Regions from separate parts of the Mus musculus genome. Here region 2 is linked to region 1. Evidence: chromatin contacts called from public Hi-C data. All regions are on one chromosome and are shown on one strand. Each heading gives the region's core, a stretch centred on a gene start, on an enhancer-like site or on the middle of the called end of the contact. The rest is flanking DNA. Distances are from core to core; before and after follow the strand shown.

What was found. Hi-C and Micro-C count contacts between places; a contact is called where the count stands out from the background.
Region 2: a contact with region 1 is called in a Hi-C map of ventricular fibroblasts, with 6 times the contacts expected there. The contact joins two enhancer-like sites.

What each region holds. Positions count from the first base shown.
Region 1 is chr9:87,556,020-87,560,094 of GRCm38.p6, forward strand. No RefSeq gene overlaps it. Among named protein-coding and RNA genes, the nearest start is that of Tbx18, 170 kb to the right of the region's middle. Within about 2 kb of position 1,907, at least 17 of the 459 cell types and tissues checked have an H3K27ac peak or open chromatin away from gene starts, as enhancers often do.
Region 2 is chr9:88,090,180-88,094,380 of GRCm38.p6, forward strand. No RefSeq gene overlaps it. Among named protein-coding and RNA genes, the nearest start is that of Gm23176, 71 kb to the left of the region's middle. Within about 2 kb of position 1,757, at least 55 of the 459 cell types and tissues checked have an H3K27ac peak or open chromatin away from gene starts, as enhancers often do.

The DNA of each region.
Region 1 (4,075 bases), core at 657-3,156:
GGAGGCTAATTATGGGGTGGATCCCTGGATATGGCAGTCTCTAGATGGACCATCCTTTTGTAATTCACAACCATTTCTTATCATAACCCTCTCCAAAAGAAGAAATAAAAAGGGGAAAACATGACAATAAATAATTTAAACAAGTCAAAATTTTTAGTTTCTCTTTGTCTTGATAAGTGGAGTTCTTTAGTTAATACAGACCAGAAGCCAGAATCCACACCAGTAAATGAAGATATTGTATAAAAGTTGCTAGAAAATTTATTCTAGAAGGTTCTTTTTCTGTTTAAGGAACTGCTATTGACCAGAGTCCAATCTTTGGGGAATTGGGGTCCCTTACACATATTATTATTGCTTTAACATCAGCTCGAGTATGGCAGAAAATGTATAAATGGTATCAGAGGTGGGGTGTCAAGGATGATATTTCTAGTCCCAAATCAGTGACCAAAGAGATGTGAGCCTTATGCAAATTAATGGAGTTCTTTTGGCACTAAGACCCTCATCTATATAAGGTGAGACTTCTTTAAGTCATCTCTAGCTCCACAGTTGTTAGACCTGAGGAGGAAGAGGTAGGAATGACAAATGCCTCAAACAAAATGCCCAGGCGGTTGTGAGAGAAGCCAGTCTTGCCCCATCCTTGACCTTTAATCTCATTAGGCCGGTTCGTTTTCACATAGTCTCCTCCTTACCATTAGGGAAAACACACGGACCAAGACAGCCTCCTGTTGCATTTCTCAAAGCTAATCTCCCAGTGTGCTAAAGGTCAGGTCTAGTGGAGACTTCACCATGTATCGCCTAACTTATGTTCTGATAATCCCTTGTTAATTCTCTGGGTGTAGCCACAGCACAGACATTCCAGACCTTCTCCGCCCCCTCCCCAGCTCCCCCCACCCCCCGCCCCTGTGTTTGCTCTTTTGGCTATCTCAGAGGAGTTTTTCTCCCTGTCGCTGCGCTCACCCTACTCTTTCAGAACAACCACCTTACCTCACAGCCAAACTGCTGGCCTCAGCTGGGGCAGAGGGACAGGGGCACATCATGTGCCTCGGAGCCTTTGGTGGAAGTGTGGCCAATTAGTCACACGTTTGGTGTTCTAATTAGGCGAGGCTGGGACTCTGGAAAACGTGCTGTTGATTTAGGTACTTCCTCAAACAATGCTAAATTGTGTTATGTGAAATTCAATTAGTCTTTTTTTTTTTTTCTAAACGTTTCCACATCTGTTCTTCTTTAAGCATAAAGTGATGAGGAGAGAAAGAGAAGTGAAAAGCCAGAGTCTCCACTGGTGAAATATGTTAGGCCTTAGGGACCAGCCCTTTCCCCAGCTTTTGACCCTGAACAGTGATATACAGGAAGGAACAAAGTTGGAGAGCTATCATGGCGAAGCCCTTTTAAATAAATCATTATAGTAGAAATACTGCAAATACATGAGAATGTAATCACAGATGATGACCATAAACCCCACTCTGTTTAAAAATGGATGACTGAGGGAGGAACCATTAAGAGGTAAATGATTATAAATTCTACTTAAAGGTGGTATTTGTGGTCACTCTGGTTATTTTTTTTTAACAGAATCCTTAAGAAAAACAACTGCTTTGGTTTTGGTTTAATATCTCGCATCTAGGTCCAGACATAATAGGATTTTATCCTCTCCTATCTTGACATTTTTTTTCCATATAAAATTGAGAACAGCCTGAAATTCCAAAACACTTAGGAATTAACAATGACGGGATGAAGATGTCAAAGCTGTTTCCACTTGTCCCAGCTTGCTTCACAGTTTCCATTTGTGCCCCTGATGGCAGCCACACCATGGCACGAGGCTTTGATTCTTGGAGGATGTGTCAGGCAGCTCTGATGTGCAAGAGATGCCCGATTCCTGCGTCTCTGCGGCACAGCTCCAGCCCTTCCCCCTGCTGCCCAAGCAGCACGTTTGGAAGCATGTTGGTCACGTGTTTTCATGTTGGATTACACTGTATATCCACTGACTTGGCCAAGGAGCCATACGGCAATATCTTTTTTACCAAAGTGACTTGGCTCAAAACCGCAGGCGTCCAGAGGTGAAGGTGTACACGATTTGGCCCTTGTTTCTGTTATCGCCTTTTCAATGACTAACATTTCAAAGCCTTATCTGTGGCTGGCAGGCCATGTTTCAGTTTTGTCAGAGCCCGGATATAGACCGTGTGGTTTTCTGATGATATATCTCCATAAGATTTGTGGAATGCTAAAGATGGAGTTGTCAACACTGCTTTATGGCACCTCGGTGCGTGTCAGAAAGGGAAAATATTTTCAGAAGTGATAGCATTATTTTGACTGATGACATGTTCTTTTAAAACAAAGAGTTATTTAAATTAAAAAAAAAATGAAGAAACCCAAATAAAACATTATCCACAAGCAATGTCATTTAGTCGGGGTCTGCGGCTTTCATGGACAAGAGTTAAGGAAGGCTAGGGAATTAAAATGATAACTGAGTTTGTACTCTTCGCCAATTAAAGAGCCCTGTGAATTTGACTATTTTATTTAATCTTTCATTCCTTAAAGGGAATCTGATTCTCTGAAGATAAACAGCAGATACTAATAGAATCAGATAAACAAATTTAAAAAACAAACCATAAACAAGTTAATGAATTTAAATAGAATGCATTTGTTTTTGTGGTCTTTGGAATCAGTTTGTAATTCTGGCTAGAGGTGAAAGCCACACACACAATTGAATAAATTATTCCCCTTGAACTTTAGAAGGAGCCTTAGGATTTTGAAAATATTGTGTAACCTCTAATTTGGCAGATCCATTTGTAAGGAATTATACGATTTTTATTTTTTTGCATGACATGAGAGCACCTGAAAGGAAAACTTTGTTTTCTATTTCTCAGCATTTCTGTTTGCTTCATTTGCAACTTAGGGAAGTGACACACTTGTGAGACTGAATTCCACACTGCAACAACAGTAGATTAAAAAATAAAAGACTATTGAAAAAAAATGTAAAAGCCTAGATAGCTTTAAGCTGAATGTTGATGTTTTTAAGGAGTTTTTGAAGTCACTGTCCTTAACCAAACAAACAAGCTCTGTGTACTGCTGCTTAAAGACTCAATCAGCCCACTCAAAAGAGATCAGTTCCTGTTGTTCTTATAGAACTTAAACAGGAGACCTGAGGGTGGATCTGCTTGGCTAGTCAGAATGAAACTATCTCATATCCCCCTGCATCATACGGACAATACCAAGGCCAGCACTGACTAGCCCAAACAAACAAACAAACAAACAAAACCCAAGCACTTCACCAAATCTTCTCATTCCTCACTCAGCATCAGAAAAGCTTAGACACCGACCAGGACCTCAACAGTCCAAGTCCTTCACCCATGACACCTCTGCTTACCCACCCCTTCCTTCCTTCTTGTGTATTCTCTCCTACCATTTACACACTGTCTTCCTTGTTCTCCTTGACTATAGTAAGCATGTTTGGAGGCAAGACCCTGGCTTGCTGCATTCCATGAGCCTGGACATTTTCTCTCTTGTCAACTCATGCCTGGAAATCTCACTTAAATTTGGTTGTTTCTCAAGGTCACTTCCAGAGGGATTTTTCTGACTCTCCTGTATAAAAAAAAAAAAACTCCCTGGTGTTTACTACCTGAAGGTAATATTTAACTCCATCATCACCTATCTCTTAAATATTTATTTTTTATGTGTGTGTAAACATGTGTGCATATATATTTATGGAGTTAGAAATGAGTATGTAATTGCTACATTGCCTTTTGCATGAGTTATGAAGTATAATTCTCTGCTCAATGGAATGGGTTCATAACCATTTTATGCAGTTTAACTCCTTATTCTTTATAATAAATATAAATTTACAAAAATATTTTTCTTGTTTACTATGTTTTTTCCCTTTAGGATACAAACTCTTTATGATTATGAATATCATCAATGTTGTTCAGAGCTATAATTCTCAATGCCTAAAGTGCTTGAACCATCAAAAGTGCCTAGTTATATTATATTGAACAAATTAATCAAGATAATGAATAGATGGTTGTAGGTAGAGAACAGAATCTACAGTGGAAAATGTTGGACCATAACACTGGGAGGACAGGTTGTA
Region 2 (4,201 bases), core at 507-3,006, 530 kb after region 1:
GCAGCAATCAGAGATAGATGTTCTTGCTTTTGACTGTTAACCGTATTCCATGGTTCAATCCGAGGCTCTCATATCCATTAGCACCATAACAATAGTCCTGCAGTGTTGAGGTGAAGAAACAAAATCAAGGTAAAAAAATCTAGCCAAACTTCCAAACACAACCTGTTCAAGACACTAAACTGTCTTTTGAATCGGATTGTTTAATAGTTTACAGAGAGGATTAAGTGAGTTATAAAAGTAACCTATTAAGAAGAATCATCAAATGGCACTACAATTTAAAAGCCGGTCTTATGTTGTATCCCCCCCCCATTTTTTATTTATTCTTTTCTCATCTCATACAAAACATCTAGACCACACCCTCTCCTCCCAATCCCCTCTGCACATACTTATTTTCTCCCTCAGATCCACTGACCCTCCATTTCCCTTCAGAAAAGATGAGGCTTCCCAGGGATATCAACAGAAGAAAGCATGAGTTTCTGCTATATTCATAGATTGGTGCCAAGCGCAATCATCATTAGAGAGGGTCCCTCTGGCCGCTGATTGGAGCAAATGCAGAGGCACACAAACAAACATTATGTTGTGATCTTAAGTTACTATTGTATCTACAAGTCCTTTCCCTGGGAGGTTTTCACATGTCCTTTGTTCCTTAAAATTGCTAATTCTACTGTTTTACTCTAATTCCTTGAGTTAAAAATAAGCATTTTTAGAATGGTGGGTCTCTCATCCTTTTTCCTATTGATGAATAATTGAAAGGGGGAAAAAAACCTAAAAAGTATACTCCTTTGTGCTCTTTCTTGACTCCTGTATAGAGCATTTTTAGACAGGATTCTGGCATATATCACAAGACATCTTACTCAAACTGTTTTCAGCAGGAAAGGGTAATTTATTGACTGTTATCCTAGGAAAAAAAGGTGCTCACATAGCTTGAGTCGGGGCTCAAACAATGTGCCACTTTTCGATTTCCATTGCTCAGCCCTTCACCAGTGGTGTGGGTTCCAGATTTGGCCTCCAGGAAGATATAAAGATAGCATACACTACTGGACAAGGCCCCTGGCACATATATAGCAGAGGACTGCCTGGTCTGGCCTCAGTGGGAGAAGATGTGCCTAATCATCGAGAGACTTGAGGCCTCAGGGAAGTGGGGAGGGGGCTTGTTAGGGGAAGCACCCTCTCAGAGACAAGGGGGAGGAAGAATGGAATGAGGAACTGTGGGAGAGAGGATTGGGGCAGGACAATGACTGGAATGTAAATAAATAAAATAATTTAAATTAAAAATATAATAAAAACATCTCCTCAAATCTCCAAGTGCAATTAGGAGGGAGTCCACCCACCCCACAAACTTTTGGAATAGTCTCATGGGGTGTATGGACTCTTTCTGCAGTGCATGCTCACCCTTGAAGCACTCTTTGCTGATGAGGAACTGGGAAAAGCTGGCTGACTTAGAGAATCTTTGCCTACACTGGGGTCAGCCAGGTCCATGCCACAGAGGCTAAAGGAAGAGAAAGCACACAGATATTGGAAGCAGCATAGGCAGCAGAGGTCTGGGTGGTAACACTATCAAAGGCCCACCTCTGAAGAGTCCCAACCACCTCTTTATCATGGCAGCTCTCAGAAGAGAAATGGCAGTAGGTAACAACCCATAGAAAACTCCTGCAGAAGGCGTTAGGATTCGAATTTCTGAGCAGTGCTGGAGTACACTCCAGAATGGCCCCCAGGGAAGTGGAATTTCTTTCTCACTGAACAGGAATTGCATGGCTTCAAAACAAACCAAAGCCCCAGAGGGAAGTTCTCAGCCCCAAATGAAGAGTTATGTTGTTTTAGGCCCGTGTGTGGAAACTGGACTGTATGAGTCATTATTGAACTATTCATAGTGGCCTCAGTGGACAACTTACATGAACATTCAGGCTGTCCTCTCAGCAAACAACAGACAAAAAGCAAAGTCATTCCAAAATAGAATAACGTTGAGGAGAGAAAAGATATATCTAGAACATCATAGTTACTATTTAACTAAGGGCTCCCTGGTCCTGGACCAATGGCATCCTCAAAGGTAGACTGTTCTTGCCACAAATGGCATTCAGGGTTGAAAAATCTTCCTTAGTGAAGAAACAGTCCAAGGGCCATGAATAGAGACGGTATCCTTAGCGGTTGCAAGCTCCACCAGTTTTAAAGATTTGGAATGCCTTTCAGTCCCTTGAGATAAGACAGAGGCTGTGATTTCCGAGACAGACACTTCTGTGACAACCCCAACACACAGACCCACAGGCACACACAGACCCACGGGCACACACACACACAATGACAGAGGGGGGGGGAGAGGGAGAGAGAGAGATCCATATAACTTACTAAGAGGAACAACAAAACAGCATATTTGAGATAATGACCTCTGAGTGGACTGAGAGACTGCCTACAGGACCAATATCTAAAGATAAAGTCAGTGACATATGCTAGGAAGAAAAGAACCAGAGGCAATTGTGGATTTTAAAACAGGAAATTAGTCACGGGTGAAAAATGAAAAATTGGGAATTTTCCTCTCAGTGAGTGTATAGTATGCAGAAAAACACAAGACAATGCAACTTACTCTAATCTAATCTAAACTGATGACCTTAGGCGAGCCAGCTGGTCTCCCGATTGCTTCATCTGTATAAAATTATATTCCAACCATCCTTGTAAGGAAGAACCACTCTGTTCTCTGTAGCAGAGAATCTAAGTTATGACTCCTGTCAGCCATCTTACTTATGTGATTTCGGTCAGATTTGAGAGTCATTTTCAAGATGTTTGTTTTTCTAATCATCTCTTTCTATTTAGTAATAAATACTTGAATGTGAGACTTGGGCTTGTGTTTGAATTAAGGGAGAAATATGGAGAGGAAATAGAGTAGAAATAACACTAAGGAAAGAGACCAGTGAGCGCTTTGACATTTGTTTTATAAGCACAGAAATGTTGGTACTTAAATTTATCAGATGACTCTCAGGAGAATCCAATAAAAACGCTTGCAAATAAAATTTTCCCCTAGAATAGCATTAACAGAAACATAAGTTCTAGATGCTCTGTGTCCCCTGGAGCCAAGCACATGGGCAGATTCCCTGGAGCTTCCTACCAGAGATGGAAGAGTCCAGTACATTCATATTGCTTGTCATGCAATACAGGCCTATCTCTACCATAGATGTGCTCCCAGATGCTATGATTTGAATATAAAAAATGTCCTGTGAAGGTTCACGTGGTAAAGGCTTGGTAGCCTGCTGATGAACTTTTGAAATAACTCTTAACTTCATTAATGGATACAATGGTAAGTTTGTAGCTTAGTAATCCTCTTAATTGATACATTTTAAATACTCATACCCTTTTGCTTACAAATGAGTAGGCTTTGGGTGAAGGAAATCTTACATGATCTATTAATATACTCTTATTCCCAAATGTCTGCTTTAAATATATACAAAGGCAGGATTAATATAATGGTTTTCCTAACAAGACCAACTCATTTTAAATCTCAGGCTTGCTACTGACCATTAATAACTTTGTGGACATGGGAAATGTGCCTGCATTCTCCGACTCCATTTTTTTACTAATATAATGGAGAGAGAAGCAAAAACAAGAATTAAAATGCCCAAGGTTAAAGCTGTTAAAGTATCATCTACCAAAAATCCTACACATACCACCAACGAAAACAGGCTTGGCCGGTTCTGTTATTATACACATGCACACACACGCAAGCATATATATGGAACAAATATAACCAAAGAATAGGAGGCTATCAACTTGAGGGGGGCATGGGAGAAGTTTGAGAGAGAGTTATTGGGAGGGGCTGGAGGGAAGAAGTGATATAAGTGATATGATTTTACTTTAATTGAAAACATTTTAAAGTTATACTTAATAATGTATAAGAAGCACTGTATGTAGTAACTGGGGAGATATTAAAGTCCTGAGGTTTACTAACAAAATCTTTTAAGTCTTAGAAAGATAAATCTGGTTTGGAAAGTTTGCTGAACAAATAACAAGTTTGAAAATGTAAGTGACATTTTAAGGTGGAAGACTGGGGTAAATCTACCATCCAATGTGACTTCCAGGACAACTGTTCTAAACCCCGAGCTTTGGCTCACCACTTGTTCATCCAAACCCCAAGGCAGGCGTCTTGTGCCAATGCAAGAAGAACAAAGCACCTTGGACAAGCCTTTTTGCATTTTTGTTTTTCACAAATGGGTGC